Linked DNA regions of Mus musculus: regions 1, 2, 4, 5, 6 and 7 are each linked to region 3. Evidence: chromatin contacts called from public HiChIP or PLAC-seq and promoter capture Hi-C data. All regions are on one chromosome and are shown on one strand. The core of a region is the stretch at or near the end of the contact, and the rest is flanking DNA. Distances in the headings are between cores, read along the strand shown.

Evidence for each region. Promoter capture Hi-C pulls out the DNA fragments that hold promoters and counts their contacts. HiChIP or PLAC-seq counts read pairs in DNA pulled down with a chosen protein or histone mark.
Region 1: a promoter capture Hi-C map of pre-B cells shows a contact between it and region 3, with 4 times the contacts expected there. The contact joins the promoter of Plcl2 here to the promoter of Rab5a in region 3. A contact is called at or near these places in 3 of 39 promoter capture datasets (cranial neural crest, liver and pre-B cells) and 3 of 115 datasets of contacts at active chromatin or transcription factors (astrocytes, double positive thymocytes and thymic regulatory T cells).
Region 2: a promoter capture Hi-C map of pre-B cells shows a contact between it and region 3, with 5 times the contacts expected there. The contact joins the promoter of Hdgfl2 here to the promoter of Rab5a in region 3. A contact is called at or near these places in 4 of 39 promoter capture datasets (embryonic stem cells, liver, maxillary cranial neural crest and 1 more), 2 of 115 datasets of contacts at active chromatin or transcription factors (astrocytes and extraembryonic endoderm stem cells) and 1 of 9 other capture datasets (liver).
Region 4: a contact with region 3 is called in a promoter capture Hi-C map of pre-B cells, with 5 times the contacts expected there. The contact joins the promoter of Sh3gl1 here to the promoter of Rab5a in region 3. A contact is called at or near these places in 3 of 39 promoter capture datasets (the 3T3-L1 cell line, cranial neural crest and pre-B cells) and 2 of 115 datasets of contacts at active chromatin or transcription factors (extraembryonic endoderm stem cells and stem cell-derived neural progenitor cells).
Region 5: an H3K4me3 HiChIP or PLAC-seq map of embryonic stem cells shows a contact between it and region 3, with 6 read pairs. The contact joins the promoter of Dpp9 here to the promoter of Rab5a in region 3. A contact is called at or near these places in 1 of 39 promoter capture datasets (pre-B cells) and 1 of 115 datasets of contacts at active chromatin or transcription factors (embryonic stem cells).
Region 6: a promoter capture Hi-C map of pre-B cells shows a contact between it and region 3, with 3 times the contacts expected there. The contact joins the promoter of Mydgf here to the promoter of Rab5a in region 3. A contact is called at or near these places in 2 of 39 promoter capture datasets (liver and pre-B cells).
Region 7: a contact with region 3 is called in a promoter capture Hi-C map of stem cell-derived epiblast-like cells, with 7 times the contacts expected there. The contact joins the promoter of Ticam1 here to the promoter of Rab5a in region 3. A contact is called at or near these places in 2 of 39 promoter capture datasets (cranial neural crest and stem cell-derived epiblast-like cells).

What each region holds. Positions count from the first base shown.
Region 1 is chr17:50,507,970-50,510,981 of GRCm38.p6, reverse strand. Plcl2 (phospholipase C-like 2) reads right to left here and starts at 1,435. Exons shown (of 6, transcript NM_013880.3): 1 at 1,045-1,435. The coding sequence starts at 1,374.
Region 2 is chr17:56,077,794-56,080,894 of GRCm38.p6, reverse strand. It overlaps Hdgfl2 (HDGF like 2), which reads right to left and starts at 1,264. Exons shown (of 16, transcript NM_008233.4): 1 at 1,069-1,264. The coding sequence starts at 1,140. It also overlaps a transcript of Ubxn6 not described here.
Region 3 is chr17:53,477,640-53,480,681 of GRCm38.p6, reverse strand. It overlaps Rab5a (RAB5A, member RAS oncogene family), which reads right to left and starts at 1,448. Exons shown (of 6, transcript NM_025887.4): 1 at 1,074-1,448.
Region 4 is chr17:56,035,220-56,038,337 of GRCm38.p6, reverse strand. Sh3gl1 (SH3-domain GRB2-like 1) reads left to right here and starts at 1,701. Exons shown (of 10, transcript NM_013664.3): 1 at 1,701-1,923. The coding sequence starts at 1,879.
Region 5 is chr17:56,217,228-56,220,172 of GRCm38.p6, reverse strand. Dpp9 (dipeptidylpeptidase 9) reads left to right here and starts at 1,284. Exons shown (of 21, transcript NM_172624.3): 1 at 1,284-1,432; 2 at 2,712-2,764.
Region 6 is chr17:56,182,630-56,185,964 of GRCm38.p6, reverse strand. Mydgf (myeloid derived growth factor) reads left to right here and starts at 2,045. Exons shown (of 6, transcript NM_080837.2): 1 at 2,045-2,226; 2 at 3,250-3,300. The coding sequence starts at 2,074. It also overlaps a transcript of Tnfaip8l1 not described here.
Region 7 is chr17:56,275,015-56,278,117 of GRCm38.p6, reverse strand. It overlaps Ticam1 (toll-like receptor adaptor molecule 1), which reads left to right and starts at 1,351. Exons shown (of 2, transcript NM_174989.5): 1 at 1,351-1,424.

The DNA of each region.
Region 1 (3,012 bases), core at 186-2,685, 3.0 Mb after region 3:
GAATTTCAAATACCACCAGTGTCAACTCTGTGCTGTTGGCACATTCTGACCTGTCTCCTAAGGGTTGTCAGCCACAAACAGGATGAGTTAGCACCAGACAGTACTCACTGGCCTGTCCTAAAAACTCCTTCATGTCTCAAAAAGCAACATTCCATATTTGCTCCATATTTGAACAAGCCAAATGGGCTGATCTGGCTCAAGGTTCTACTTTTCGTAGCTTATCAACTTTCTCTTTTCACTTCGAGTCACAAGAAATATTTTTATGTTGCAACTACACTGCAATGTTTGAAGGAAGCCACCATAAACTCTTAATGTCACCTCTTGAAATTTAAAATTCACAAAACAACTGGTGGCTTTCTAAATAGCACCATGAAAAACAAAACAAACAAAAACAAAAACAAGCAAAAACCATTCCAAAGAAACTTGCTAATTTGGAGAGGCCTGCTTATAGCAGCTAGGAAAGAATTAAATTGTGCGGAACTGTATTCTCTCAGAGCTTTTGAGGCTAAAAAAGAGGAAATCTGTGTTTATGTTCCCTTTCTCCGAGTAACTGAAGGAGAGGTATTTACATTCCCCAAATACAATCACTTGCAAGGGGCAACCAATTACCCAGTAGATTAGAAGAAATCTATTAAATAATATATGTTCATTGCCTGGGGTTTTGAGAAAATATTTTCACATGATCCCTGTCCTTTAAAATACAATAGAAACCTTACAGGGAGTGTGCCACCATGCTAAGCTGCCTCTGAAAAGCCTGTCCTACCCAGGCAGGTACAAGGCCATTTAATTCCAAGTCAATCTGGAGAGAGGTGACAGCCCCAAGTTGCTCTGGGGATGTCAGAGCACAGCACTCCTGCACACTCAGATCACCTCTCCATTCTTTCCCAATGCCATCAGCTTTCCAATCCCTGCTCCAGCACTCCAAACACCCCTACACCCTGGCTTCCCCTTCGCAGTGGGCTCATTTTGCATCGCCTCCTTCCGCCACAGCTTCTCCGGGGCGGGGAAAGCGAGCCCAAGGACGCGCGCGGGTCTCCTACTTACCTTGATGATGCTGCTCCGGCGGGGCAGGCCGCCCGGTTTGCTGTCCCTGGGGACCGGACCGGCAGCTGGGCTAGGGGTCCGCGCGAGCGCCACGCCTAGAGGTCCCCTGCCAGGGCTGGTCCGGGCTTCGTCCCCGGACACGCCGAGGCTGCAGTCTCCGTTGGAAACCCCGCCGCTGTCATAGCGCGCCCGCCCGTGGCCGAGGCGACCTCCCCCGCCACCACCTCCGCCTTCCCCGGCTCCGGCTTTCAGGGCGCCCTTGGCGCCTAGGGCCGGGCTCGGGGAGGTGGGCAGGGCCCCTCCTGCGGCGCCCCGGCCACACTCCGCCATGGGCGCCCCACGACCCGCCTGCACAAAGCCGCGTCCCCGCGTCCCCGCCGCCGCCGCCTCGGGCCGCTGCGCGCGGCCCCTCCTCCTCGCCGCCGCCGCCGCCTCGGCCGCTTCTTCCGCTTTTTCTTTTCTTTTTTTTTCTTTTTTTTTTTTTTCTTTCTCTTTTTGGTTGGGATGTGGCGCGTGCAGCGAGCTCGCCTCCGGCGCGAAGGACGTCGTGCAGGCGGAATTACCTCTGGGGTCCTGCCGGGGTCGGGGAGAGAGAGAGGAGAGAGGAGTCAGCTTGGGCGGCGGCGCCCCCGCTGCCGGCACCTGGGGAAGGAAAACACGCCCCGGCACACGCGCCGCTGCGGGCGCCAAAAATAACGCGCGCGCGCCAGCGCCCACCGCCGCGCGCCGCGTCCCCTCCGGCCCCGCGCTCACCGACGAGCGCCGCGTCCCCTCCGGCCCCGCGCTCACCGACGAGCTCGCGGCGGCGGGGCGCGAGGGACACGTGCGCCCACTCCGCGGCGCTGGCGACACGCGGAGGCGCGGCGCGCGGGGCTCCGGGGTTCCCGGCTCCGCCCAGGCCCGTCAGTCTCCCCCCCCCCCCCCACACCTTCAGGGCTCAGCCGAGGCCCAGGGCGGCTTCTGATGGCCCCCGGGCCCACCGCCACTTACCCGCGGCCATCGCCTCCCGGGCTTCGCGCTGCCCCCTACAGGCCGAGGGGACCCGTCCGGGCTCCGGGCACGGGCGTTGCGGTTGTGGTCGCTCTCCTAGGCCGGCTCAGCGAGGCGCACGCCACAGCCAGCTGTCAGTCACCTGAAGGCATCCCGAGGGGGACAGCGAACCCGCAGGCCGCGGGCGAGCTGAGGGTCCTGGGGCTGTGGTCTTGGCCGCTGCACCTCGCGTCCAGCTCCAGCCCTTCATTCGGAACCCGCTCCCTTCCCACCCTGCTCCCCCTGGGCTTCCTCAGTGGAGCAAACCCATTTCCCATACAGAAACCAATCCTCTTGCGTGTCCTTGGGCTGCTAAACTCAATGAGCACGACAGGTTGCCAGGATCTGGGGTAGGGATGGCATGGCTGGCAGGCGTTGAGAGACAGAAGACCTCCGCAGAGTTTATTTGGTGCCTCTGGGTTGTCCCACGGAGGTTTATCATTGTAGTCTGTGTCTTTCCTAAACCTGACACTAGAGAGACTTGCTTGTTCAACCCCTAGTGGGTACCATCCAAATCAGGACCATCGTTTGGGACAGGATCAAAAATCAATGATTAACATGTCGCTCTCATATGCAAATACTTTCCTTAAACCTCCATTCCTGGAGCCAAGGAAGAACGCAGGGCCACTGTGTAGCCTGGCAGAGCCATTGGCAGAAGAGCAGGACGAGTGCACTGTGTGGTACCAGAGGCTCCACCCACCTCCCCAACCCAGCCACCCTGAGGTCCAGTTTCATGCCTGGTTCTGGCTTCCCAGTTTTTCTCTCACTGTATTTCATCTTCTGGAAAGGCACTTTCCCTGGGCCAGGAGTACCTGAGAGTCCCCTGGGACAGAACTTAGAGACCTTGCCCTCGTTACCATAATATGGTAGCAAATTGCCAAGGAGCCTCTAAGGAAACGAGCTTTACATTCATAAACATGTCCACCCTTTCCTCAAATG
Region 2 (3,101 bases), core at 15-2,514, 2.6 Mb before region 3:
TCTAGCCTCTGTACTAAGACCTAGAGGCAACAAAACTCTGTTTCTATGCAACTGAACATGTGCACCAGGACTTGCAACGCTAGCCACCATCTGCACAACAAAAATTCCTTCAGTCCTGACACATGGATGCAGCTAACTTCAGCCCTGGAGTGATCTCTGTCCCAAGTCCTGGGGGCAGCAGAAGCCTTTGGGTCTCCGTGTATGTGCCAATTTTTGCCAGGGCCAGAATTCTACCACCTGCGCACCCAGGCTCTAAAAATCTACACTGCTTGACTCCAGCTTTCTCAAACAGGAAACCTCAAAGCCTCCTACCTCCAGCTTGAAGCTGCCTGTTCTCAGGTAAGCTACATACAGCCCACTGAATCCCTTTAAGGGCCGGACTCCAGGTCCCCAGAAAAGCTTTCTTCCAACCCTTGCCCTCATTTAGGTCATAGAGATAAGGTCCCTTTCCTTCCGCTGTATCCCGCTCCCCCATCCATCACGCGCAGCCTCTCTGGAAGAGACTCTTCCCATCATTTGACCCTTCCACTCCAATCCCAACGTGCCCATGTACCCTTTGAGCCCCACTACATCCCTCAGGCTCCACGACCCTGGGATCCCCTAAACGCATTTCTGACCTCTGGTACATTGGTCTCTCAGGCCCTGGACACCAAACCAAGTGACACAGGTTCCGGAGGAGGTCAAGGCTAGCACCACGGCCGTTCTCTGCAGGACTGTGGGTCTCTGAGACTCAGGACCTCACCATGCAGGTTACTCAGACCAAAACATTGCCACACCTCAATTCCAAAGGACCACGGGTCAGAGCCAGGATCCGGAACAGCGGAACACAAGTCCCTCAGACCAGGGACCTCCCCGAAGACGCACCAGACCCCAGGCACTGTGGTCCCGGAGGAAGGAGATTCCTCAACTCCAGAAAACCACAGTGCAGTCACCTGAGCCAGCAGCCCCAACCTCTCCTCAGCCTCCATTCCAGCCTCCCCGCGCGCGCCCGCCCGCCCGCCCGCCCGCGGCCCCTCTGCTCGGGGCCGCCAACTCCGCCGGGCCCGTCCACTCCACGCGCGGCCTCACCCGGGCCGGCCAGTGCGGGTAGCCCTTCATCTTGGCAAACACCAAGTCCCCGGGCTTGAAGGCGTGCGGCATGCTGTCGGCGGAGGCCCAGGCCGCGGGAAGCAGCAACGGCGGTGAGAGGCGAAGTCAGAGGCGGGAGTCGGACGCCTGAGGGGCGGAGGCGTCCGCACGGGCCGCCGGCCGGCGTCTACTTATTGGGTTCAGCACGACCGGAAGTCCCGCCCTCCCTTGGCTAGGGGCCGCCGTCGCCGTCGCTCATGACCACAGAGACGCGCGCGGGCCAATAAAGGGAGGGGTTGGATCAGAGCTAGTTAACGGGATTGGATAACGGAGCAGAAGCCAAGGGCGTGGACTAGGAGCCAGTGGGTGGGGCGGAGGGTGTCGGAGGTAAAAGACGAAAGGTTTAAGCGGCTACTGGGTGGAGCCTAGAGAGGAATGATGGGCGGGGCTTAGGTTGGGGATCGCTCAGGGGCGTGGCTCGCAGTCAGGATGTGGGGCGGGGTGAAGGGCATTAGACGAATTAGACGCAAAACGGACAGGGGCTTGACAGGGGCGTGGCTTAAGAGCTGCATGAGGCAGTGGCCTGTGGGTGAAAGGAAGACTGAAACTAATGACAAGCAGTGATGGGGCGGGGCCTAGCGAGGCCGGAACATACATAACAGTACTGAACAGGCCTTTGGACTCGGCCAGACGAAATATAAACAACCAATCAGCGTAGAAGACGGATTAACGACAGCCTTCCAAAAGGGCATCAGTGCAACTATGAAGCCCATTGGCTATAGCTCGACCAATGGCTGGACATGAAGACAAGTTCCACAGAACTCAGCAAACTCCCGCCAGGAGTTGGCAGAGGAAGGGGCGGTGATCAAGAAAGGTCAGGGCTGAGAAGGGGGCGGGACAGAGCTCACTTGTTTACTTTCATTATTTAAAATTTTTTTCTTTTTTTGTTGTCTATAATACATTACATATTTTCACTTTATACTTACAGCACCTTTATACTTTGACATTTTGCATTTTAATTATTCTTTTTGTTGTTGTTTTTTTGAGACAGGGTTTCTCTGTGTAGCCCTGGCTGTCCTGGAACTCACTCTGTGGACCAGGCTGGCCTGGACCTCAGAAATCCGCCTGCCTCTGCCTCCCAAGTGCTGGGATTAAAGGCGTGCGCCATCACTGCCCAGCCATTTTAATTATTCTTAATTTTATTTGGAGACAGGGTCTCACTCTGCTGTCCTCACTGGTGAGTGGGGGGTGGGGACAACTCCTTATATAGACCAGACTGGCTTCGAACTCACAGATGTACTCTTGCCTCTGTCTCCCCAGCTCTGGATCAAACATGTGTGCCACCGTGCCCTGCCTTAAAAATCTGTGTGCTGCCGGGCAGTGGTGGCTCACGCCTTTAATCCCAGCACTTGGGAGGCAGAGGCAGGCAGATTTCTGAGTTCGAAGCCAGCCCGGTCTACAGAGTGAGTTCCAGGACAGCCAAGGCTATACAGAGAAACCCTGCCTCGAAAAACAAAAACAAAACAAAACAAAACAAATCTGCGTGCTATGTGTGGGCATGCACGCACATGCTACAGCGTGTGTAGAAATCAGAGGACAGCTTTGTGGAGCCCACCACTCATTTTTTTTTCACCTGAGGCTTACGGGGAAAGTAATTCACTCGATGAGCCATTTCACTAGCCATATTTACTTTACTTAAATGTATACTGATCTTAGTAGTTGTTTATTTTTATGACTGGGTCTTAGCCCAGACTACTTTCTGAATAGCTATGTACCCAAGGCTAAATTTGAACTTTTGATCTCCTGACTTTATTTCCCAAAGGCTTATGTGGTGGTGGGGATGGAATCTGGGTGTTTTGCATGCTAGAGAAGATGAGCTTTTCTCTAAGCCCCATTCCCATGATGCTTATTTCTCTTATTGACAGTGTTGATTACCTACTGTACTTAATGTCACAAACTATTCCATGCTGAGTAAAAAATACATTGGATACCAAGTGTCTCAATTTCCCTAGCTGTAAAATAGGGTCCATAAT
Region 3 (3,042 bases), core at 199-2,698:
TCCTGATCCTACCTACCTCAGCTTCCAGAGTGCTGGGATGACAGGCGGGGTGCCTTCACAGTCAGTGTCTTTTAAAGTGCAAAGCTACTAAATCTTTTACTTCCAAAGACCTCAAACGGAAATAAGCCCAAGTATAAACCTACACAGGTTGAACATGGTATTAATGTTAAGTGCGAGGGCTGGGGGTGTTCAGTGAAGCTACTGCTCAGTGCACAGAGGTTCTGCACTTATAACTTGTACTTTTATTCCGTCAAAGAAAACTTTTGCATAATATGCATCTCCAATCTTTAAAATAGTTTTTTTATACAGTTAGGAAGTCTTTGATTAAAAAAATTGCACTGAGCCCTTAAATTGTGCCAGGCACTGTTGTGCTGCCTACTTTGTTCACAACCCCACGGGTTCAAATTTTACATTAAGAACGATTCTGGGCAGACCTCAATATTCTGGAAGATGTAACAGTTTTTTTTTTTTTAATTAGTTACGTGCAAGGCAACTGATTCAGAACTTTAAATCCATTTCGGCGAGGCAAAAACTAATATGCCAAGAGTGACAGTCAAAGCTTTAAACTTCTGGAGGCGTTAGGATGTTAACCTGCTCGCACCTTGGCCCGGGCTTCCCACCTCCCACGGAAGGGACCAGAGGATCCCACTACTCGCACAGCCCGGCCAAGCCGGTCAGAGGTAGGCGGAGCTCCCCAATCCCCACCTGCTGGAGGCCTGGGTTCCTGTCTGGAAGAAGCCGAGAAATCAAACCGGGGTGCCGGGGCCAGGAGCTCCGCTGGGCCTGGTGGGCGCGCTCCTGAGCCACCCCCGTCACCCCGGATGCGATCCGGCTCAGTAGCCGGGACAGAGCCCCAAAGACCGGGCTGGAGACCGCCAGGGCCCCAGGCTCTTCCCACGGCGCCATCTTGTGAAGGGAAGAGGGTGCCACCCGCCGCTCCCTCAGAGGATTCCCCACGTCCCAGGCCCCGAAGCTGCTAGAAGAATGAGTCACTAAGCGCTGAGGGCCCGCGGCGGCTTGGAGGCCCCAAGCCCGGCCCGGGACCACAGGGACCCGCCCCGACGGCGGCTTACCTGGGCCGCGTCTCCCGGCAGCGAGGCCACGCACGGCCCGGCCCGGCCCGGAGATCGGATGCGCCGCGGCTGCAGCGGCGGCGTCGCCTGCTCGCTCCTTCTTCTCACCCTGGCCGGCGCGGGACTCTGAGCGCCGCCCGCCGTGCCGCCGCCCCTGCCGGGCTGCGTCTCCGCCTCTCCGTTCCGCCTTCCTTTCTCCTCCTCCTCCAGAGTCGCCGCGCTCGAGTTCCGAGGACTTCTTCCTCGTCGTCGTCGTTCTCCTCCTCCTCCTCCCTCGGTCTCCTCCCCTCAGACCGCCCCGGCTCCTCACGAACCAAAACACAAACACTCGGGCTCCAGCGCAGGAACTGCTTCCGCCGGCTCCGCCACGTAGCCGCACGCAGCGAAGAACGCCGTGACGTCATTTCCGCCGCTGCCCCTCCCAGGAGGCCGGCAGCGGCTTCCTAAGGGGGCGGGGCCGAAGTCACGTGACATCCCCGGGTGCGCTAAGGGAGAATAGTTCGGCCCTCTCTAACGCCTCCTTGATCTGAACCGACATCTTTGGGCTCCGGCTGCAAGGCGAGGCAGGAGCGTCAGGAATGAAGAGGGGGGCGTGGGGTTGCGTCACGTGTCTTCTCCAATTCCCTGGGGCCAGACCTACTCACTTCCTTGCTCTGCCTTCCTCCTCCCCGGGGCTCCACCCTCAGTACCACCATTGTTATCTGGGTGGCGGCGCTCTAAGCCGGCGGGTTGGGAACCCGAGAGGCGTGGGCCAGACCTGCGTTTTATGGGTCTCATCGGAGCTGACAGGGTCCCCACTGCCATTGTCAGCCTGGGTTGTCTTCCCATTGCGGCGATTTTCGGTCTGATGGTTCACTCACAGGCCTCTCACACCACTTCAGCAGCTCAGTAAAGGGGTTTAGGCGAGCGAGGGCTCCTGTGGCTCTGGAAATGCCCTGCTTTTCCGAGAATGGGCGTGTCTGTGATCTCGGAGAGAATTAAGACCCTTAAATTCAAAAGCTGCCTTTAGACAGCAAACCTCAAAAGAATAACTTGCTTTTATTGAGAGTTTACCTGTGTGTGTGGTTTTTTGTTTTGTTTTGTTTGTTTTTTGAGTGAAAAGGAGGAAATCCTAATAATTAGCGTTTATTTGGAATTCCCCATTGAACTAAGTAGTAAACATTTTGGAGTGATCTCTCTCTCTCTCTCTCTCTCTCTCTCTCTCTCTCTCACACACACACACACACCCATTGATAAGCACAGTTGATAAGCACACAGAGTCCTGGCATGTTTGTGGAATGAATGAGGGAGGCAAATAATTTGGCCACGATCACAGGTTAGATATAGTCTAGCCTGCAGCCGGCTCCATAACACTAGTTCTTAAGATTCCAATGAACAGCAGCCCAAGATGTTTATGGCTGCCCACAGCACACCTATTTAAGACGTTCCCTTGATCCGCATAGGTCCAAATACTCCACTCCCCTAAATTCTGGCACTGGTTTCTATCAAAAGAGTCATTCCTTGTCTCTGTCAGAAAGGTTCTGTGGTGCCTATTAGCATACCAAAACACAAGGCTAGCCTTCTGATTTACTCAGTACCTGTGGCTCTTCTCACCCCACTTCCTACCCTAAACTTCTCCAAGTCATGAGCTTCCCTCTTCTAGTTTCTCATTCCCATGTAACCCTACTATTTGACTCTCTCTCTCTCTCTCTCTCTCTCTCTCTCTCTCTCTCTCTCTCTCCCTCCCTCTCCCTCTCCCTCTCTCCTTCCCGCTCCCCTCTCCTGTGGCCTCCTTTGCTCCTTTGTCTTCCTGTCTCACTACCCCATCCCACCCCATGGCCATGTCCAGTCTACACTTTTCTCTCCCAGCTCTGGATTTTTCCAGATGCCTCTGGCTGTACTTTCCCTCATACCTACAACAAAACCCTTCCTTCCCTTCAAACAAGCATGCCTTTGAGTAGTCGTGGCCTCAGTTTATACATCTGGCACT
Region 4 (3,118 bases), core at 452-2,951, 2.6 Mb before region 3:
GGGGCTTGGGTTAAAGGTGTGTGCATTGCCACACCTGGCATATTCTATATAGTTTTTGAAATTTGTAACAGTTGATAGAAGGGTTAAGGTACATATGTCAACCTGGGGAGACTTCATTGAAGAGATATTGTCTTAGTTAGGGTTTTACTAATGTGAACAGACATCATGACCAAGGCAACTCTTATAAGAACAACGTTTAGGGGGCTGGAGAGATGGCTCAGCGGGTAAGAGCACTGATTGCTCTTCCAAAGGTCATGAGTTCAAATCCCAGCAACCACATGGTAGCTCACAACCATCCTTAATAAGATCTGATGCCCTCTTCTGGTGTGTCTGAAGACAGCTACAGTGTACTTAGATATAATAATAAAATAAATCTAAAAAAAAAAAAACAATGTTTAATTGGGACTGGCTTACAGGTTCAGAGATTCAGTTCATTATCATCCAGGCGGGAACATAGCAATATCCAGGCAGACATGGTGAAGGTGGAGCTGAGAGTTCTACATCTTCATCTGAGGGCTGCTAGCAGAATACTGGCTTCCAGGCAGCTAGGATGAGGGTCTTAAAGCTCACACCCACAGTGACACACCTACTCCAGCAGGGGCACAACTTCTAATAGTGCCACTCCCTGGTCTGAGCATATACAAGCCATCACAGATATCATTCAATTAGAGTCCTCTTTCTGTCTTAATGATGAGAGGAAGCTCACTGCAGGGCTAATGCGCAAAAAAGCAATGATGTCCTATAGCTGGTACATGACAGGAATGAACCAATGGAACTCGAAATAGGAGATAGCTACAGTCTGAGCGAACTATTTTGAAAATATGTTTCTAGTGGGGCTCATTGGTGCACACCTGTGATTTAGCACTTGGGACGTGGAGGAGCTTGGACAGGAGTTCAAGGTCATCCTTGGTTATACAGTAAGTTTGAGGCTTAGCCTGGGTTATGCAATATCTGCTCTGAAATAAAGTTATGAAGAAGGAAATAAAGGACTCTCTTTTCTAGTTGTATCCTCAGCGATTTATTAGAAGGGAGACACTGAAGGAAGGACCCCAGAGAGAAGGCTGGTGGCGTGTTAGCATTTGGGCCTCTGCCGGGATTAAAGGCGTACATGCATCACCACTGGCATACCTCATATTAATTTTTAAGTTATGGGTATATATGTGACCCGGTGTACTTGAGAGCAGTTGAAGGAGGCCAGGAAAGGGCTGTGACCCGGAGCTGGAGTTACAGACAGCTAGCTATGAGCAAGCAGCCTGATGTGGATGCGAGGAACTGAACTCCCGATGTCAGCCAGGGCAGCAAGCACTTTTACCTGGAGAACCAACCGTTCCTCTAGCCCCTAAGATATTCCATTTTACCTCGCTTTGTCTTTATTACACTCTCGCTGGCAAATTCCGCTCCGCTTTCTCCACGCACAAATAAAATATTAATTAATTAAAACTGACTTTTGGCTTTATATCTACTCCTGGACTCTAGAGGGAGCTGCATCATGCGTACACGCGCACGTACACAGATTTCTGGCCTCTCTAGGCGCCCCCTCATCTCGTTGGTGTGGGAGGGTTTCCGCCGTTCCTCCCCCGGCAATGCTCTTTCTGTCCTCCAGGGGGCGCGCACGCGCAGAGAGGCGGAGCGCGCGCAGATGCCGTTGTAGGGTGGGGTGAGGCGATATGGGGGCGTCACCGGAAGTGTGCGGTTGCCATGTAATATCCCGGCCGCGCGTGCGCGCTAGCCGGCCGAGGTGGCTTCGGGGCGGGGGCGCAGAGCTGGCAAGCTGATTTGGCGGTGGCGGCGCCGACCTGCGCGCGGAGGAAAGAAGTCGGTTCGGCGGCGCCGGCGGAAACCGGAGTTCGAGCGGGAGGCCTGACGGCGGCAGGCGGCATGTCGGTGGCGGGGCTGAAGAAGCAGTTCTACAAGGCGAGCCAGGTGAGGCGAGGCCAGGCGATCTGGTCTCGGGCCTGCCTTTGGGGACCGCAGACGAGCCGAGCTGGCTTCCCTTGGGCTAGCGGGGAAGGGGAGACCGGGTCCCCGTGCTTTGAAGAGGGACACCGGGTGTGCGCGTCTAGGCGGCTTTCAGAAAGCTCTGGAGGGCCGGCGAAAGGGCTTCATTGAGAGGGGCTTGCCGCCAGGCTTTACAACGTAAGTTCGATTCCTGGGATCGCAGCATGGAAGGCAAGCCCCCCCCCCCCCAAAGTCTCCAGGCTATGCTTCCGAGACTCTCACCACATAGCCTCAGGCCACAGAAAATGTTTGTCTAGGTTGATATCCAAAAAAACCAAGTCCACACAGGGCTTAAAAAATAATCAGTGTCCCATTCTTCTTTTCCCTCTCCGGTGTCTGTAAGACGGATTGAAAAAAAAAAAACCTAAAAAACCAAAAACAAACATTCTCGCTCACTGGGTGTTATACATCATTAATCCCTGCACACTTGAGGCAGTCAGGTAAGCAGATCTCTGAGTTTGAGGCCAGCCAGGGTTACGTAACATAAGGAGACCCTGTCTCAAAAATGAAAGAAAAATCTCTTGGTAGACACTGTGGCAAGTTGAAAAGAGACAGTGAAAAGTAATTTTCCAGGCTTCTGCAGTTTACAAAATGTGTCAGGTTTGTGTCCCTATTTCTAAAACATATGTATGCTTCTTTGAAAGATACGTTTTTGTTGGCTGTACCATACTATAGATTCCTATAGGTACTTGGTGGTTTGGGTTTAGTGTTTAATCGATCCGATCATGACTCTGAACTGAAATTCTCCTTTCTGGTTGTGTTGACATTCAGGAGTTCTGTAGGGTGGGCATCCTGGCCTCCGTTGTATAAACATTGAGAACCCTACCCCAGGCAGGCAGGCGCTCCTTTCAGACATCCTATAGTGTAATGTCCCTCTGGAACTTTTGGGGGGTTTTTTGAGGCCAAGTTTTGCTCGTAGTCCAGGCTGGCCCAGAATTTTCCATCTTCCTGCCTCTCAGGCGCTGGGATGACAGGATACCTTTGTGTGTTGAAGGTTTTATATTTGCCTTGAACTCCTGGGCTCAAGTGAGCCTGTTCCCTCAGCTCTGTCAGGTTTCTGCTTGAGAAAACCCTTGTTGTCTCATCTCTGTCTCAGTCAGGCCAGAGTGGCCTCATAGTC
Region 5 (2,945 bases), core at 35-2,534, 2.7 Mb before region 3:
TTAGCTACATGAGACTCTTCCCCAAAATGGGTGTGAAAAGAAAGGGGTCAGGAGAGAGAAGAGGATGGCTGGAACTGGGGAAGACCAGGAGAGCCGCCAGGCCCTCAGCCACGTCCTGTAATTGTGTAACAAATGGTGTCTCCAGGGAGGGTTCCTGGAAAGGGAACAGGGTTGCAACATCATGTTAAAAATGTAGCTCTCAGGATTTCCGGTCAAAAAGTTAACTAGCTAGGAAGCTAAGTGGGGACACTTCAACAACAATGGAGGATGCTCACTAAATGTCACTCACCAAACAATGGATGCCCTTCTGCAGGAACCCTGTTAGGATAACTTTTGGGGAGTGTGTCTTTATTTACAAAAGCTCTTTAGAGGCTTGAGAGAGGTGGCTCTGCGAGGAGGGGAGTCCATGTCCCAGCACTCATGTGGCCTTAACTCCAGTTACAAGAAATCCATTGTGGGTCTGGAGAGATGGCTCAGTGGTTAAGAGCACTGACTGCTCTTCTGAAGGTCCTGAGTTCAAATCCCAGCAACCACATGGTGGCTCACAACCACCTTTAATGAGATCTGACGCCCTCGAATCTGAAGACTGCTACAGTGTACTTAGGTGTACTTAGATATAATAATAAATTTAAAAAAATTAAAAGGAAAGAAACCCATTGTCCTCTTCTGTCACACTCGCGTGGCTCAGACACAATGCACAGATAAGAAGTAAAACATGAGCCGGGCGTGGTGGCGCACACCTTTAATGCAGAGGCAGGTGGCAGAGGCAGGCGGATTTCTGAGTTCGAGGCCAGCCTGGTCTACAGAGTGAGTTCCAGGACAGCCAGGGCTATACTGAGAAACCCCGTCTCGAAAAACAAAAAACAAAGTAAAACATGGTGTGGGCGAGATCTAGACAGAGCAGGCAGATCTTAGAGTTCAAAGCTAGCCTGATTAAGTGGAGAGTTTCCGAGCGCTGGGATGAGCGGCGTAAGCAATCTGGGACTAGAACCCGGGGCCACCTTTTGGAAGGCAGCTTTCCTAACCACTATTCTACCAATATCTCAGCTTTCTTAGATATTTTTAATAGGTCACTGCAGGGTCGAGCTGGCCAGCAGAACTGGAGCAGGGGTGTCCATCCCGCAGTCCTCTCCCAGACAGCAAGGGGCCACCAGCCTTGCCTTCAGCCCTAAGACGCTCCTGAGCATTGTCCCCTAGAGTTTCACGGACGTTGGTTCTGCCCTGACGTTACCCAATCAAAAGCCTCTGCTTCTGCAGCTCAACTTCCGGGTCAAAGGAGGCGCAGCTGGCGGGTCCCCCCGGTGTCCGCCGCCTTCGCTGTCCCCCCGCGCCCGCCACTTCCGGGCCCTCGTCTTGGGCATGGAGCGTCGCGTGTGAGGCGCCGCCGGCCCCGGGGACGCCCTGCTCAGCTTGTCCTCCGCGCCACGCTCGGGTGAGCAGCGTCCGGCCCCGGCTCGCCGCCTCCCGCCCCGGCCGGCGCCGTCCGCCCGCCTCGGCGCCGCGCGCCCTGTCCTCGTCGTCCCCGCCGCTCTGGTCGCCGCGCTTCGCCGGTTCCGGGCCGCGCCCAAGAGCTGCTGCCGCACCGCTGCGGAGACGCAGCCGCCAGCTTCATCGCAGAGCGCGGCTCAGCCCGGCGTCCGCGCAGCCTCCGCCAGCCTCCGCCAGCCTCGTCTCTGCCAAACCCTCCCTCCCGGCCTCATCCTTCCCAACCTGATCCCCTCAAGCCTCATCCTCTTCCATCTTGATCTTCTAAAGCCGGATCCCCGCAAGCCTGATTCCCCTCCCAGCTTGATCCCTCAAGCCTGATCCCCAAAACTTGATCCGTCCAACTTGTTCCCTCAAGGCCTGATAGTCCAGGTTGACCCTCCTCTCAAACCTGAAATCCTAAAGCTTCATACCCCAAAGCTTGAAACCCGCAGCATGAACCTCTCCAAATGACCCTACCAGCCTGACTCTTCCAAGACTGGTCACTCCCCAAGCCTGATCCTTCACTCAGCCCTTATCCTCTGCCTCAGTTTCCACATTGTCGCATGCCAAGCTTGATACCCTCCCAGACTAAAATCATATCCTCTGTCTCATCCCTTTCCTCCCCGGATTAGCTTGAACCCCCTCAGCTTCCAGCATTCATTCCCTGCATCTTGAGCCCCACCCTTAGGATCTCGGCCTTAGGCCCATCCATCCCCTCCCCATCCACGATTTTGCCCAGCCTTTGACCTCAGCGGCCTTTTTGCTGCCTGTTACCCAGGCTCCCTCGGGAGCCCCCAGGGCAATCACCAACCTGCTTTCGAAGAGTTGGGACTGGTGCCCAGGAGGTGTGGACCACAGTCGCCAGTTCCCTGCTGGGTCCCAGGGAGACCGCACACTGAGGGACACGTCTCTTCCAAGTACAACCCAGGGCATGTTGGCAGCCCCGAGGGGCTGGGAGGCTCAGTTAGAGTCGAACCAGGTAGATAGGGTTAGGCACAGGCGGAGACTCCCGCCCGCATGGAAAGTGAGTGAGAAGAAGCCACACACATCACCGGCCCCTCCATCTTCACCGGCCCCTTCATCCTCACTGGTTCCCCAGTTCACACCAACCACTCCATCCTTGCCAGCCCCTCATCTTCCGCCAACCCCTTCATCCTTGCCAGACCCCATTTTCACCAACCCCTTCATTCTTGCCAGCCCTTCCCATCTGCCCACCTTAACAACACCACATTTGTTCTTCTAAGGTCCGTGCCCCTCGCCTGCAGCTGCCATGGAAGCTCCTTGGACCCTTTAGAAGGTGAGTTGTGCTGGGGTCGGGCAGCAAGGCAGGCTCTGTGGTGGGCTGGGGCTTGCTGTGGAATGCAGAGGTTGACAGTGGCTTTGGGGCCAGTTACCCCTGGTCTTGGTCCCTGCTGCAGTACTTTGCCCTCTCCAGGGGGACAAAGGAAGAGTGGCTAGTAAGCTGGGTTTGAGGGAGG
Region 6 (3,335 bases), core at 796-3,295, 2.7 Mb before region 3:
AGGAACCACATAGCTCTGAGAGGAAGCCTCCTCAGCAGAGGTAATGGGGCTCTTCGGGGAAGAAGGTATTCCCCCGCTGAGCTGTGGCACTCAGGGGCCTCGCCCCATCTCTGCTTTTTCATTGCCTCTTTTCTTCTTGGCTTCTGAGGAGAGAGTCACACCAGGCAGAAAATATCATGAAAGAAATTTATTGAGGAGTTCAGGGACAGCTGCCCTTTGTCTCCCAGGAGCAGACAGCTGGGAATTGGGCCGAGGGGGCAGTGCTTGGATTTCTGAGAGGGGCAGAGATGTCCAGGTTGAGGATTGGTGGAATTTCCAGTGCTGAGCTCAGGGGAGGCTCAGTGATTGGTGGGCTTTTTTTTTTTTTTTTTTTTTTAATGGGAATCTCAAGGGACTAGTGGGTTTTCCTGCTCAGCGATTGGTGGCTTTTTTTTTTCCCACCCCCTTTCCCTGCATCAGGCCCATGGCTAAGGGTGGAAAGTCCTTTCTGGCTGCAGCCAGCTTTTGCTGAAGCGACATCTCTGTGGGACTGCTGGGGGTGGGGTAGGCTGGGGAGGAGATGAGCCACTGTGGACAGCTCCTGTGAGGGCTGCAGGCTGAGATGTCACTGGTGCTGCCACTTTTGACAGCACTTGTGGGACACTTTACTGCAGCAGCCCATAGGCTGGGGTGGAAAGGAGGACCCCGCCACTACTCTGATGGCTTTTGTGGTGCACCGCTCAGGGACTACAGGAGGACTGGGATGGGGCAGGCTAAGGTGGCATCAGCAGCCATTTGAGAGGAAATGAGGTACTTGTAACTAGATAGAGGATCACTTAGCCGTAGAGTCTAATTTTAAGATACTTATTTTCTGTTGTGCAAGGCTGCTTGCCCCAATTCACATGTAGTGAGAACAGCTTTTAGGAGTCAGTTCTACCACCATCTAGTGACCAGGGCTGAAGTCATGGCTGCAAGCCCTTTACTCACTATTCCATCTCGCTGGCCAGTGGAAAGATGGGAAAATTATTCAGCAGCAGAGGGCTGGCCAGGCATGCTCTAGGTCCGGTAACAGCATAGCAACACCTGTGACCTATAGGAAGCTGCAAAACCGGAAGAATTCACTTTTAAAGTATTGCTATTATTATATTATTTTCATGTCTGTCTGTGTACCACATGCATACCTGGTACCTGCAGAGGCCAGAAGAAGACATCGGATCTCTTGGAAATGGAGTTAAAGTTGTAAAGCACCATGTGGGTGCTGGGCTTCAAATCTTGGTCCTCTATAGAACAGCCAGTGCTCTTAATTGCTGAGCCATCACCGCAGCCCTCACAATAAAATATTTTTGAAAAATATGCCGGGAAGTGGTGTCGCACACCTTTAATCCCAGCACTTGGGAGGCAGAGGGAGGTGGATTTCTGAGTTTGAGGCCAACCTAGTCTACAGAGTGAGTTCCAGGACAGCCAGGGCTACAGAGACCCCCCACCAAAAAAAACACAAAAAACAAACCTTAATACACACACACACACACACACACACACACACACACACACACACACACACACACATATATGTAAAATATGTTACAAAACAAAAAACAATCAACAGGTGGTGGTGGAGGCCTACGCCTTAATCTCAGCACTCAGGTGGCAGAGTCAGGCAGATCTCTGAGTTCCCGGCTAGCCTGGAGAGATTTCCAGGACCTTGTCTCGTCAAAACCAAAAAAATAGGACAAATAAAAGTGAAATAAACCATATTTATTAACAAATGGATAATCTAACAAAATTAAACACTGTCAACCCCCATGTTGTCCTGAAGTGAGTCCGGGAGCCCATTTAAGTGAGATATAAAAATATCCGGGGGGGAGGCAAAAGTTACCTGCAAACTCCAACCCAAACAAGCGCCAAGACGAAGTCGCCCTCCAGGCATCCGCGAGCGTCAATCAGAGGCGCTGTAGTGCATCACGTGCCAAGTCGAGTCCCGCCCCACCATGGCAGCCAAATCGGGCGGGGCGACGTTGTCACCGTTCGGCGCTGACGTGTCCCGCGCGTGTCACTCCACGTTCGCGAGCGCCTGCGCATTGCCCCGGAAGCAAGATGGCAGCCCCCAGCGGAGGCTTCTGGACTGCGGTGGTCCTGGCGGCCGCAGCGCTGAAATTGGCCGCCGCTGTGTCCGAGCCCACCACCGTGCCATTTGACGTGAGGCCCGGAGGGGTCGTGCATTCGTTCTCCCAGGACGTAGGACCCGGGGTACGTGCTAAGCCTCCTGCCCGGGAATCGATGCCTATGGACTTCCGATCAGGTGGTCCTGGAGACCGGGTGGAGTGGCAGAGGCAGGGTTACCTGAAGAAGGGACCTGGCTGCCTCGTCTGTCTTCTGTCAGTCACTCCCTACCTGCAAGGCGACTTCCCCTTGCCCATCTCATTGTAGAAAAGGGAATACTGGTTGATAAGAGCAGCGGATCTAGGGGACTGGCTATACAGGTCGCACGTGGGTTACTCACTGAACCCGGACTAGAGCGGGAGCACCCCCCAAGCCTTACACGAGTCCATCACCTCTCCTTTCAGCGAGCCAGCAGTCAGCCTAGCCTCTGCCCGCCCCAGCTTGGCTTCTGGGACAGCGGTGTCCCTAGTGACCATTTCTTGAGACCATTACTATAGTCCTGTGCTTTCTGGCAGGTTTGTGTTGTGGGCAGGAAGCAGTACAAGCTTGTATCTAACAGGAGCCCCGAGTACTGACCTCATAGGTGATGTTCTAGGGATGATTGCTGAAGGCCATTTGACCTTCCTAGGAAATCACAGTGATTTGAGCAAAGTTCTGAGCTCCTGAGAGGAGAGAGATCTGGTGGCCTCTGGAGGGTGTACTGAGGGATGGAACCTAGAGTCTCACATCGGCAGAGCCAGGGTTCTGCCCCGCCCTAGGCAGGGGCTCCACCCCTGAGCCACATCCCTAGCTCCTCATTAGGGGATTCTAGGTGGGACTCCACCCCTGAGTCACCCTCCCAACCCCTCACTGCTGGATTCTGGACAGGCTCAACCCTTGACCTTCTGGGCAGGGGCTGATGTATATCTCAGTCCTTTTTGATCTGTTTTACATCGGGACAGCACCTTGCTAAGTCACCCAGGCTAGCTTATGTCCCAGTTCCCAGTTCTGCGTCAGCCTCCTGGATACCAGAGATGATGTGCATACAGGACCATGCCCAGTATGCTAGGGTCTTGGTTCTGAGTATTGAGATCTTTGCTCTTCAGCCTCCTTTTATTTCTCCTTCTACAGAACAAGTTTACATGTACATTCACCTACGCTTCCCAAGGAGGGACCAACGAGGTAAGTTCCTCAGGGTGTCACACGACTGGTGTCAA
Region 7 (3,103 bases), core at 102-2,601, 2.8 Mb before region 3:
TACAGCCTTCACTGGCTAACAGACAAACATGAAAGATCTAAGAAGCAGGATAGGAGTTGTATTCTGGGGCCTGGGAACATGAACTCAGTCTTGACCCTGCCAGCAAGATAGAACTTGTTTCTGAGATGGCTGGACTCAGGAAACTGTCTCCTAAAGATGTGACCAAGAGCAAACACTTGATGTCAACCTCCAACTTACACAAATACGTGTGCATATGTAAGCATGAAAATGTGGAGAAGTCCGTCTGCTACCTGCTTTGGGGAGATGAGTGTCCAGAGTCTGGGAGAGATTGAGTTCAGTGGCATGAGGCAGATACTCCTGCCTAGACTCCCCAGCAAGAGGGTGGGGTGGTTCTCCTTTGTGCACCTCATCTTCCAGTCATAGTCCTCTGGGAACTGCTGCTTTTCTGTTTTCACAATTTAGTTTTATCAGTTTTAAAACATGCCATAGGGCTGGAGAGATGGCTCAGTGGCTAAGAGCACTGGCTACTCTTCCAGAGGTCCCCGAGTTCAACCCCTAGCAACCACATCCATCAGATGTGGCTCACAACCGACTGTAATGAGATCTGATGCCCTCTTCTGGTGTATCTGAAGAGAGCCAGAGTGTACTCATACGTAAAATAAATAAATAAAGCTTTAAAGTATGCCTGTAATCTCACCATCTAGCTGAGCTAGGAGGATAGCCCCAAGTCCCAGTATGCATACACAGACCGTTTCTCAAAAGTAAATACCCAGAAATCTCCGACAAATCTTTGTGTTGTGTCTCTGTGACGGCTCAGCAAGTAATGGTACTTGCGGTTCTTTGACCTACATTCATACATGCCTGCATGCACATACATACACACAACACCAAGTAAAATCAAGTAAAGAATTAAAAATATTTACAACCTAACAGTTGTATAAAACCTTGTGGCCTCCAGCACTTCTGTTTACTTATCTTGTATGAACTTATTTTTGAGATGGAGGTCTCACTCTGTGGGTCAGGCTTCCTTGGAACTCTGGGCAATCTCTCTGCTTTAGTTTTCTGTGTGATGCTGGACTGACAAGTGTGAGTCATCAGGTTCCCAGTGCACTTAGCCACATGGTGCTTTGCGAATCCCCAGAGTATGTCACTAGCTGAGCTCTTTGGCTAACAGCTTAAAGTTCTCTGTGGGCGGAGGGTTCCTTCTTCCTTTCCCCAGCTCTGGCCTCACAAAGTACAAGTCCTGCCTAGTTCCACGTGGCGCCAGGACACTGGGCGGGAGGGCAGGGCTTGGCTCAGCTAGATAAGATTACACGCTGACTTCATCCCCCCCCTACCCCCCCCCCCAGACCCGGAAGGGAGGAAGGGGCGGAACCGAACGCTCCCTCCTCCCTTCTCTCTCCTCCTCCTCCAGCAGCCACCAGGGACCGGGAGATCTACCAGCTCAAGACCCCTACAGCCAGGTAGGATGAAGGCAGAGGGAACAGGACGGCGGGCCGGCGGGCATAGGGTCGGGAATAGATGCTGGGCCGGCCACCTGCAGGCTGCCAGGTTCCTCAAGTTCTTTCCCATGGATACTCAGATCCGCAATCCAACTCCTAACTCCCAAACCAGCCCTGTGACCCTGGGTGCTCGCTCAGTTCCTAGTTACCCCCCCCCCCCCCCAACCTCCATGGCTAGATCTTCTAAGTCCCAGGTCTTCTCCAGCCCCAACAGCGAATCCTCAACCCTCTCCACCCTCAATCCCTCCCGTTGTCGCTATTTCCTGATCAGATCTGCTTTCTCTACCTCAATGTTCCCTGTCAAAATTCCTGCCCCAGACTAACACAGACACCATCTACTACTACCTGTGGGGACTGGCTTGCTGCACCTTCTACAGTCAACTATTTCCGGCCCCTGGATACATGCAAGGTCACCCTGGCAGTACAAAGTCCCTGAGTTCCAGAGCTGACAGTCAGCAGAGCCTGGAGGAGGGCCCCCCTGTGCCAGAGACTAAGTTCTGCCAGGGAGAGAAGGCCAGGGAAGAAAGAAAGAGGCCTATTTACCCCATCCACTCACCATCCACCCATCCTGGTTTCTGCTGTTCTGGGGATATCACACAGTCTCTTAGGCATGCTGGATGCTTTTTTTTTTTTTTTTTTTTTTGAGACAGGGTTTCTCTGTGTAGCCCTGGCTGTCCTGGAACTCACTCTGTAGACCAGGCTGGCCTTGAACTCGAAATCCACCTGCCTCTGCCTCCCAAGTGCTAGGATTAAAGGCCTGAGCCACCATTGCCAGACTGGCATGCTGGATGAGTGCTTTACCCACTGAGCACATCTCCTCCCTCTTCCTAACTCTCCCCTCCCCCTCCCCTTCTCCTTCCCTCCTTCTTTCTCTCTCTCTCCTTACTCTCCCCTTTCCTCTTCCCTCTCTCTTAAAAATAACTACCTTTATTTTTGTGTCATTTGTGTTATTTGTATCTTTTTTTTTTTTTTTTTTTTTTTTTGGTTTTTGAGGCAGGGTTTCTCTGTGTAGCCCTGGCTGTCCTGGAACTCACTTTGTAGACCAGGCTAGCCTTGAACTCAGAAATCTACCTGCCTCTGCCTCCTGAGTACTGGGATTAAAGGCGTGCGCCACCACGCCCAGCTGTGTTATTTGTATCTTAAGACAGGGTGTATCACTATGCTGACCAGGCTGACCTGGAACTTACCTAAGTGGACCCTGATCTCTTGGGTTCAAGAATCCTCCTGTTGTTGGGCAGTGGTTGTACATACCTTTGATCCCAGCACTCAGGAGGCAGAAGAGGGTGGATCTCTGAGTTTGTTTTTTTTAAAGATTTATTTATTATATATAAGTACACTATAGCTGTCTTCAGACATTCCAGAAAAGGGAGTCAAATCTTGTTACAGATGGTTGTGAGTCACCATATGGTTGCTGGGATTTGAACTCACGACCTTCGGAAGAGCAGTTGGTGCTCTTATCCGCTGAGCCATCTCACCAGCCTGGAGTTTGAGGCCAGCCTGGTCTACAGAGCGAGGTGCAGGACAGCCTGGGCTACACAGAGAAACCCTGTCTTGAAAAACCAACCCCCCCCCAAAAAAAAAAACCCAAAAACAAAACAAGAAAGAAGAAAGAGGGCTGGTGAGATGGCTCAGTGGGTAAG